2 separate regions of the Mus musculus genome follow, and region 1 is linked to region 2. A link is a contact called in public Hi-C data. All regions are on one chromosome and are shown on one strand. Each heading gives the region's core, a stretch centred on a gene start, on an enhancer-like site or on the middle of the called end of the contact. The rest is flanking DNA. Distances are from core to core; before and after follow the strand shown.

What was found. Hi-C and Micro-C count contacts between places; a contact is called where the count stands out from the background.
Region 1: a Hi-C map of neutrophils shows a contact between it and region 2, with 4 times the contacts expected there. The contact joins two enhancer-like sites. A contact is called at or near these places in 1 of 15 datasets of contacts at CTCF or cohesin (CD8 T cells), 5 of 484 Hi-C or Micro-C datasets (CD8 T cells, Th1 cells, brown adipocytes and 2 more), 5 of 115 datasets of contacts at active chromatin or transcription factors (CD8 T cells, bone marrow-derived macrophages, hepatocytes and 2 more) and 1 of 9 other capture datasets (embryonic stem cells).

Annotation. Positions count from the first base shown.
Region 1 is chr15:59,781,291-59,786,693 of GRCm38.p6, reverse strand. No RefSeq gene overlaps it. Among named protein-coding and RNA genes, the nearest start is that of Gm19510, 11 kb to the left of the region's middle. Within about 2 kb of position 2,198, at least 156 of the 459 cell types and tissues checked have an H3K27ac peak or open chromatin away from gene starts, as enhancers often do. A contact at or near this core is called in brown adipocytes and neutrophils, where this site is marked.
Region 2 is chr15:59,704,596-59,710,089 of GRCm38.p6, reverse strand. No RefSeq gene overlaps it. Among named protein-coding and RNA genes, the nearest start is that of Trib1, 59 kb to the right of the region's middle. Within about 2 kb of position 2,294, at least 25 of the 459 cell types and tissues checked have an H3K27ac peak or open chromatin away from gene starts, as enhancers often do. A contact at or near this core is called in brown adipocytes and neutrophils, where this site is marked.

The sequences.
Region 1 (5,403 bases), core at 949-3,448, 77 kb before region 2:
AGAGAGAGAGAGGAGAGAGAGACAGTCAGACAGACAGACAGAGACAGAGATAGACAGAGAGACAGAGAGACAGACAGAGACAGAGACAGACAGAGACAGAGACAGAGACAGAGACAGAGACAGAGACAGAGACAGAGAGAGATGTCCCAGATACCACAAGAAAGCAGATGAGTTGGGAAAGATCCTCAGTTGGACTGAGACCCAGGAGTTGCCGAAGTTTCTCAAATTCCACCACCCCCACCTTGAGTTGCCGAGATGATGAAATAATGCAGATTTTGAATTATCTCTACAGATGAGCTGAGAAACCCAGAACCACTGCCCCCTCCCAAGCCACCGCTGGTGGCTACTAAAGGCTACAGGTTGGTCTTGTCACAGCCCCATGAGCATGTTAGGGATCAGAGTGCGGGTCCCCATAAAGCACAGCGTGATGGATGTCAGCCTGGAGATGAGTTACTTCACCTATTAGCTGGCAATGGAAGTGCCAGGTGGAAACAGAGTGTTGAAATGCAGAAGAGCTGCATCCCCACCCCGAGGCATGATGAAACAGTTGGAAGAAGTCTTCACAGGCACTTGGCACATGTATGAGAGAGCAGAGCAGGTTGGGGCCAGGCTGGGGACTCTCAACTTCAACAACCAGACTTGACCATGAATACACTCTGGGCGAAGGCACAGAGGAGGGGTTCCCAGGGGTCAGCACATCTGCATAGGGGGAAGCCTAGCCAAGGTACAGTGTGCCATGCAGACTCAACTCCTAGTGGCCTCGAAGAGTCTCAATTTTGTGCTTGATTGTTCTGATGAGCCATGGGGGTGGGAGGGGGTGGGGCAGGGCAGAGGCTGCAAATGAGCTAAAATGTCATAGCTAGAAAGGTAGGAAGAGACATATGGCTACAGAATGAAGTTGGGGGGACGAAGAAATTGAAAGGGGAAAGAAAGAAAAGTGGTAGAAGAGGGGTGGACGAAGAAAAAGAAGGATGGAAAGAGGAAGAAGAGAGGAACAGAGGATAAAACATTGGCTGCATCTGTAAAGGCTGCTGTTTCTGGGAGCCAGAGTTCTCAGAAATTTGATACTCTGATGTGCAGAATGTGCATATGAACGTGTGCAAGCACATGTGTCCTTGCAGATGTGTGAGAACGGAATATAGATGCAATTGCTTGCTGTGCTGTTCTAGTATGTGAGCATGTGTATGTTGACATGATATATGTGTGTGTGTGTGTGTACATGTGTGTGTGTGCATGTGATTGTGGGTGTGCTTTTATGCATGAACATGTTCGTATGCTGTGTTTTATGGGTGCCCATATATGCATGCCTGCATCTGTGCCTAAGCATCCTAGGCTAAGACTTAAAAGGGTTAGAATGGTATCGGGACCGCCATGGAACAGCTTCATGTGACCTTCAGTAAGTCATGTCTCCAGGCTGGCTGTCAGGTTTCTTGCATGTTCTTTATAGAACAATGCTTACCACATAAAGGTCGTTCAGTTAATATTTAGTAAGTACTAAGTACTTTAAGTAACTAAGTACTTTAAAGTAACGCTATCTGCTTAAGGTTAAGGAAATTTTTTAAAATGAAAATTACATGCAATACTACTTTCTTTGTTCATGACACATAATAGAAGCTCAATAATTATTGGATTTGTCCCTTTAGGGCAGTGCTACTAAGAACTTAAAGCAATTCTTGAGTCCATCTCAGGGGTTTCTGGGCTCCCATTAAGGTATCTATTAACCAGACTGCTTTCAATTACTGCCTGCTTTCAGGCAAAATTTGACAACCATACATTTGCAAAAATTAAAAGTACGTTTGAATTTAAACAACTTGAAGATCAGGGAGGTCAGCTTTGCTTTCGGCAACTTGGGATTGGGGGGGTGGGGGGGCGGGTTGTGAAGGGCAGGAAGTTTGCTAGTGACCTGAGGTCCTGACCTCCTGTCTGGGTGTCACACATGTAGTTCACAATCATACACGGTAGGAATTGTTATCAGCACGCAGTGGAAGTGGCTAGGGCCCAGAGAGATTGAGTAAGCCATCCACGGCCACAATGCTCACCACAGGCCCGCAGAGCTAATTCCAAACCCATCAAATGGTATTCAAAGCTGGGAAGGTAAAAAGCCCACTTTACTTGGGCAGGCAGAGCGAGGGCTAAGGCCACAAACATCTCAAAATCAAGTCAGCCGCAGTTGAGTATTGCCAGATGGAGCCAGGGCCGTGTGGCAATCAGAAAACTAGTCAGGTGGCACTGGGACAGTGCCTCTGAGGTATTTCACAAACATGGGGAACAAACACATTTGGTGTCGCAATCCTGGCCACCCGGAGCTGCCGCGTTGGCTTTTTTTTTTTTTTTTTTTTTTAGAACGGCCAGTGGATACGGAGTTTGAAAGGCTGATAGCACCACTGGCGAGCACAGACCAGAGGCCCATCTTTGAGCCTGTAGAGCCCTGGAGAAAGAACACAGCCCTTTCTGACAGCCCAGTCCCCTCCCAGCCACAGCCAGAGAAAACGGAGGTAGCCAAGAGTTACACTTCAAACCCCTCAGTGAGTCACTTCAGCTCTTCCATTTGTCATCTTTTCCCATTGCGTCGCTCCACAGAATTATGACCCGGGCTCGCGGCCTTCTGACTAGACCCCAGGCATGCCTGTTCCTCGCTGCAGCCACCTCCACGTCCAGGAATCACCATCTCCTCCCCTCTGATGAGCCATCCATCCTGTAATCCTCCAAACAAAAGCTAATGAAGCCTGCATCTCCTCGGAATTTCACAATGCCCTCTGGGGTGATTAGTCTCCCTGGTACCAAGTGCTCCGTAAACTCGGAGCCCAACTGCAATCACATTCCACTTATTTTCCTAATTAATCTCCCCAAGCACCTGCCTGCATGGACGCAGTAAGCTCAGAATGCACTGCGGAGAGGTTTCCTCACTACCCAGCAAATTATTCCGAAGCCCTGTGGAAAGCCAAATAAAAGCCAAACCGAGTCCCCCGCCATCCCCCCCCACCCCACCCCCACCCCCGCCATCCCCTAACACCCCCCCCCTTGAAGGCACCAGGCCAGAAGGGACTGGTGTGTGACTAGATTTACAGCTGCCATGAGTTTTCTCTACCACTCTGTCATGAATTCTCACTGACATCGAGCATCACTGTTGACACAGCATAGTTTCTTTGATGCAGGGCTCCAAAGTCAAATTCCTGACTGCAGCCAGTGCCCACCCCCACCCCCACCCCCATTGAGCCCTGAAAGAGCTAGTCTTCCGGATTCTTTTTCTCAGCTTTTCCCAGGATCCAAGAGGATGTCAGGAGCTCTGAGACTGGATCAATTTTCACTGCTCACAGATGGTTTTCCTCCTGTCCTCGGACCACGGTGGGGAGCATCTCTGTGGAATTTCTAGATAAGAACACACTGTGATTTCCAGTGGAGAAGGGGAGCATTGGTTTCACACCTACCCTTCTCGGGATGCTAACTGAATTGTGGTACACCCAGTAGGCAACCCTTAGACTGAAAAGACTAAGTGTGCACATCACGTCTGTAGCGAGGACCTCCTAAAAGAGTGCCTGCAGCGCTTGTAGTGAACTTCAAGGCTAGGAAACTGCTTGGAGGCAGAGCCAGAGGAAAGCAACCCTGACTGGGGGAGCCTACTATCTGCTTTAACACCAGTGCTCCTGGCTAATCCCAACAATGGTGAGAGTGAGCCTACTGCACTCTGCTAAGGAACCGAAGCTCTGAGCTCTGACCTCCGAACTTCAGAAGGAGACACGACTCCATGATAGTGACCAAAGTCTCTCTCCAGCCCCAAGAGTCACCACTACAAGTGAAGTCAAACTAAAGAATCGTCTAAGCTCCTTATAGGGGCAAAAGAGTCACAAAGGGCATCTGCAAGCTTGGTGAGAGGAGGTGCCCTGGTCACACTAGTAAACAGTGAGACAGACGCTAGCTCTACTCTGTGTCTAGACCTGGTACAGACCAGAGGCACAAACTCTGAGCTCACAGTGAGGACCAATCCAGTGTGAAAATAGAAAAATCTACAAAAATGGTAGAGAGAGAGTGGGAAGAAAGTGCTCGGTTTTCACCGGAAGCAGCTTGGGAAGTCTTCCTAGAAGAAAGCAGCTTTTTAACTGGGTCTTTGAATTTGAATGTGCCTACTAATTGCTTCAACCTGCTCACTATAGTTGCCCCTTGCTATACACCAGGCGCCACGTAAACTCTTCTGGTTAATATTACCTCATTTAATTGCTCAATATGTAGGCAGACACTGCTGCTATTTCCAGGATACAGATGAGAGCTGAACTAACATCATGACAGCCAGTAGCTGTTGGAGTGAGGCTCCAATCTCATTGGGATCCGATGCTCATCTGTCTAAAGAGAGATGAACTGGAGACAAAGAACAAGGTGCACTCTTCCCCGGTGTTCATGTGGGAGCAGGGAGTGAAGCCACAAATCAGGGAAGGAGGACAAAGCCTATATCACCACTTGACAGAGAGTCTCTCCGCCCGCAGCAAATAACAAACTGGAAGCAACTTTAGACATTTGTTGCTTTCAGAAGAGCAGCTAAAGGGAGAAACAACTGAGGTGTTTGCTCCATCGTTCCTCCAGTGCAAATATGACAAGGGGAGAAATGAGCAAAGAACCCATTTTCCCAGAAACAATAGCCACCATTTGCATAAAGAATGTGCTAGCCTCTAGGTAGCACAGGCCCATTTGAGTGTTCTAATAAGGGCTGCTGAAAACTTAAGCTACTGGCCACATGTGAATCACACATCCAGTGTTAAAACAATATTTTAAAAAGGACAGATGCCTCGTTCCTTTTAAACACATCAAATTTGTATGACTCTATAGACACTGAATATTATTTTCTCTCCTTAACAGAAAATCAGAGCAATTAGCTGTTTTTCAAAGAAGAATATGGTTAGAAAGCGACACGGCTGAAGCACAAGGGTGCAAACTGTGGTGGTCTGACTCTAACGTGATGCAGCTTGCCACTATCTCTTCTCTTGCATAAAGTAGACATTGTTGTCCACATAAGCCAAACAAAGGGATGGCGGTCCAGGAAGACTCTGTGAATCATCCCATAATTTAGGTGGAAAATCTGCATATTTTTTGCACAATAATCATCTCCTCAATCATGGGGCAACAGCACCCCTGGTCCTGCCACCCACTGGTGGTGCTCCCTACACTGGTCATCTCAACTCTCTACTGCTTTGCGGCATCACCTGGAGGACAAAGCAAGAGGTTAAGCAATGGCCTGGTCAAAACCAGGACATAACCACAGCTTTAGCATTGGCACCCTGTGGTTTCCACTACCTGGGAAGTAAACCCATCTTGCTGGTAGGCAAACCACAACCAAACCTCAGCAGCTATCCTCATGCAAATGAGGATACTCTGAGGATCCTGCTGGCATCTTTGTGGTAGTCTCTCCTCTAG
Region 2 (5,494 bases), core at 1,045-3,544:
ACTCACTCACTCACTCACTCATACAGGACCAGAGGAACTAGAGAAAGAGTTCAGGCCCTCTGTCACAGCACTCATCTTAAGACAGCTACTCCCTTCCCCTTAGGATTAAGTAGCACCTGCCCTGCAAGACTTACAGATAGATGGGAGTGCCCGGAAGGCCTGAGGAGGGCACATCTTCAGAAGGAAGAGTAGGGAAGGCGGATCCTCCCCGTGAGCCCCCCAACACCCTCTTCAGTATCTCCTCCAGTGTCAAGGGTGTGGGAATTCGGGGCATGCTGAAACCAGGGATTCGAGGAACAGGAACATAGTGCTGGACTGAGACTCCACTGTAGGAGAAAATTTCTCCTACCCATAAGCAAAAGAAACAGAGAGTTGGCTGACTAGAGGATCAAGAGAGTAGGGAACAGGCCAGGGACATGGGGACACACCTTTAATTTCAGCTCTTGGGAAGCAGAGGCAGGCAGACCCCTGTCAGTTTGAGCCAACCTAGTCTACAAAGAGACTTTCAGGACAGCCAGGGCTATGTGGAGAAACACTGGGAAAACCAAAGAGGAGAGAGAGAGAAACTCAGGGTTGACCCTGAGGAAAGAAAGTTAGAGAGAGAAACAGAGGCAGAATTCCAACATCCTTGAGAGGCAGCTACAGAGATGGCTGGGTAGGGCCCTGGGGAATGTCATGAGCTGGAACAATTGAACTTTGCTTAGCTGGCCTAGGGGAACAGTACTTTTCCCACAGTGACCCAATGTCCACACATAAAGTGCACCTACATGGAAGGAAAGAAATGTAGGATACAGGTGAGGGTAAAGACTGGGGTCTGCACATGTTTGGTTTGCCATTGCTTTTAGTTAGCTGATAAAGCAATGGATGCCCTTAAGGCTTTTCCATACATCCCACGATATGACCACCCTATCTCCCATCCTCACGTGAGCCTTTAACCCAGTGCTCATATCATATGTGTGCTGTCTGTGGAATTATATCTGGCCCGTACGGGGCAGGACAGTTCCGATAACATCAGGGACTTAAAGACACATTCAGACCTCAGCGTACCATGTCCCTGTGCCTCTCTTTGCACTTTCATGTCTTGTGTCTTGGAGTGAAGGGGTCCTTGTGTCCTGCTGCCTGTGTATCTCTGGGTATAGGTTTCATGTATCTGTCACTGCCTGTCCCTAATATCCACGATAACGACAATACATTTCTGGTGCCAGTCTGGGGCAGTCTCTTCCCTTGTCTCCCAGATCCCATCTGTGTCTCGGGTCTCAGGAAAGCCTAAAGGGTGTTGGCTTCATTCTGCCCTCAGACAACCTTAGCACCAGAAAAGACCTAGGGAATAACTTGGCTCAAAACTCCTCTTTAGGAACAGAGAAAATATGGTGAATATTATGGGAGAGGGGAGAGGTTTCAATAAGGAAAAAAAGAATACAGGTCATTGGAAGATCTAGATTAGTGCTGTCTGACACCCTGGCCACCAGCCACATATTGTGACAGAGCACTGGGAAAGTGACCTCTCAGAATGAGGTGAGCTGTGAGTCCACACTGGGGGTGGGGAATCATGTTGAGGGAGGGGAAAAGGCCAGCAACTGTGGGTTGAAATTATAGTATTTTGTATATATTCAATTGTTACCAAAATTAATTTTTTTAAGTTTTGAAAATATGACTACCACACCTGGATTTATGAGTATTCCTGCATAGAGTATACATTCACCTAGAGGTCTCCAGGAAAACAAAACAAAACAAAACAAAACAAAACAAAACAAAACAAAAAACATCATTTTGTCTTTGAGCCTTAATTTCCCAAGACATAAAATGGGTACAGTAATGCCTGGCTCTTGTGAATGTTGTAAGAACTAACTGAATATAGGAACGTGCCTTGAAATACTCATAAGGTATTGAATGAGGCACTTGGTGGTGGTAGGAGAGGAAGTGTGGTCACGATGGTGGTGGTGGCGGCATTGTTAATGGCAGCCAGGATATGTCAGTGGGAGCAGTGATGGTGTTATTGCGGATGGTGTTGGTGGTGCTGTGAGTGGTACTGATGGTGGTGGTGGTGGTGGTGATGGTGACAGGGTTATCGGTGATAACAGTGGTAGGATTGAGGTATTGATGATGGCTACAGGACAGGTGTGGGGGGGGGTGTTTTGATGGTGAGTGTGGTCCTTGTGATAGTGATGATGGTGACAGACAAGGCAGTGAAAGTATTGCTGATGGTGGTGGTAGTTGTGGAAGATACAGCAATACAAGTGGTGGCTGAGGTCTCAGTGACTCAGACCCTGGGCAAAAGGGAGAAACAGAAACCATGAAGACTTTCTAACGATCTGACGTTCCAGGAAACACTCACAGGGGCCATCCCTAACAGTGGGCACGGTAGACAGACACCACCCACCATGATTTTACTGCTGGGTTAGAACTGACCGCTGTTCCCAGCCCTGCAGACCCACACCAAACTTTTCAAAAGCTCGTCACCATCTTCTCTCCGTGTGTCCAGACCCCTCCCCTATGACCCACCCACCAGTCCCTAATCATCTCCAAATCCTGCCAACACCTGAGGCTCTTTCCTCCAAGGCAGCAGGAAGCCCGCTGCTGCCCGGAGGCAGCCACTCTTACTCAGACCACAGCACCTCAATCAGGATTTCCCAACTCTGTTTTTGCTCTGCTCATTGCCAGAGACCCAGGGGTCCCCAGAGCTCCAGAAAGTAGAAAAGGGCCCCAAATTTGGCCTGAAGGGACCAGCTCCCTCCTGGGACCATCCCCCAGAGCAATCACTGTTGCAATGGTGGTCTCGTAACCTTCGTTTACAAACCGGGTTAGGCAAGCTGCTTTTGCGTGATGAAGCTATCTTGAGTAAATAGCATCCTATGTCCCCTGCCGGTCACTTGCTCAAGATATAGCTGGACATTGCATTAGAGCCACTGACACACAGAGTTTTGAAAATGAAAACAGGCTCTCTGACTTATGATCAGATAGCGTTTAACTCATTCACGATTGCACCGAGCTTTCCCAAGGCCCCAGGCCACAGAAGGAGTATTGCCACAGTGCAGATAGAAGATGCTGGGCATAGTTAGAATCTCGGATCCCCGAGCCCTGGGACAATGAGGCTTCCAAAGGCAAAGGGGTCAGATGGGGTTTACATTGCCTTGGCCTCGGTAGCCAAATGTGGCCCCCTGGGACTTTCCAGCCTCTTAGATTGACCTGGGGCACAGATCTGACTCCCCAGGGACTGGGAGATTGCATGTCCCTCTTCTGGCTACCTTTCTGGCTGATATGGACTCTGAGTCTAAAGGAAGGGAAATTGTGAATCTTTTCCTTTTTTTTATTTACTATTTGTGTGTGCGTGCGTGTGTGTGTGTGTGTGTGTGTGTGTGTGTGTGTGTGTGTGTGTTTAATGGATGGTTTCTCACTAAACCTGGAGCTTACCAAATCTATTAGAATAGCTAATCAGTGGGCCCAAGTGATCCTTCTATCCCAAACTCCCTGACCCTAGAGTTACATAATGCCACCCCTTCCTTCGTGTTTTTTACCCCTGCTTCTCCCGTCCTCATGATCGCACTGTAAGCACTTTGTCTACTGAGCTGTCTTTCAAGCCCAGCATGGGTAGCATTCCTGGCATCTATTGCCTTGTAACAACCCTGCATCATGCTGGCTGAACTGACAAAGATCTGCTCATTTCTCACAGTTCTGATCATCAAATAAGCTCTCCTGCTGCCCTTGCTTCAACTTGTAAACACATTAGCTTGTGTTTGCCGGCTAGTCAGCTGGAACAGAAGAACAAGATGGTCTCACTCATGAACTTGGTGGGTAGTGCTCAGCTGTGGCTGGGACCTCTTGGTCCTGCCTATAGCCTCTCAGCCTCCACAGTGGTCTCAGGAAGCTGGTCCAAACAGTAAAGACAAAAGAGCCGTGAAGGACTACGAGCCAAGATTCAAGAAGCAAGAAACAGACTCTGGCTCCTGATAGGAGTTGCTGAGAAATCTGTTTTTCAAGCTATTGCAAGGCATGAGAGTCGCAATGACTCCGTGGAAATCTCCCCACCATTAGAAAATACATTAGCTGTATTTTCCAAAGCTAAAGTCTAGACTCACTGGATGACAAAAGGATTTTTTGCTGACTTGTGGACCTGTGTAATCTTATGGGCTTCCATGGAGTTTTGTATCCACTGCAGTGTTTGGCTGAATTTTTAAGACATTTTGGGTAAGATTCTGTGGCTGTGGCTCAGAAGAAAACTGCTTCCCTAAGCACACAGAGAGTCCTAGTTCCATCTCCAGGACTGGGGCCAGTGGTAGGGGAAGTCATGTGGTCAGGTTACTCTTCTAGTTGCTCTGAACAAATACCTGACAAGAAGTGATTTATTTTGGCTTACAGTTTAAGGGGATATCATGACAGGGAAGATACAGGGGGTAGGCAGCTACGTGGCGGCAGGATCATATAGTGTCAAGTTCAGTGGACCAGTTGGCATAGAGGGTCTGGGGTCAAAAGTGGGGCTAAGCTATAATACTGAATGTCTGCCTCTCAGCCCACTTCCTCCAGTGAAACATCACCTCCAAAAGATTCCACAACCTCCCCCAAACAGGGTTGTCAGTAGGAATCCAAGTGTTCAAATACATGACTTTATAAAGAATACTATATGTTCAAACCATAACACTTGGGAAGTATTGTCAAATCCCCAGTCCCTGGCTTCACCCAAGGCCTGTTAGGCAATAATGAGATGAAGCAGACAGAAGTGACCTGGGAATCTGTACTACCGATAACTCTCTCTGTGAATTACGATTCACAGTCAGGTTGAAAGCCTTCAGGCTTAGCAGACAAGACTTACAGGAAAGAGCACTAATCTGGGATATGGAACAAAGTGAAGCAGACATGAACTTGTCTTTAGGGAAAGACTCCTCCACCAAGTTACAAAGCTTCACACTGGGGTCTAGAAGTTAAGAAGGCATAGACCCCTCCCCCACATTGTCCACAGTGCTCTGTGCGCTGAGTGATATTCTGTTGAGTTTGCAGCAGAATGCATTCACCCTTCACAGCCCCATGAAGTGAATGTTATCAGAAGGCCCACTTTATAGGTAGACAAAGTAAGTTTATAAGAGGTTCACAATTTACCCAAAGTCACCTAGCCAATAAAGACAGAACTGGAATTCAATCCCAGGCTACCTAACTTCAGAGGTTATGGTTTTTACCAATTAGAGCAGGTACCTCAACCACCTGTTCAGAGGTCACCCTCCTGAGGGCCACCAACCATCCCAGACCATAAGCAACCTACCAGAAAAGTACCAGGCAGCATTCTCTGGCTCGATGACAAGTCCTAAGCCAATGTCTCTCAGCTCAGGTGTTCATATTTCAAATCACTTGGGCAGATAGTTTTAAACAGGAATGCTCTATCCTCAAAAGATTGTATGCACTTCTTTGGATAGGATGCAGTCATAGACGTAGTCTAAAGACTTCCAGATGATCCTAGTGCAGACCACCCAAAGTTCAGAAAGATGATATAATGTGTTTGCCCTCA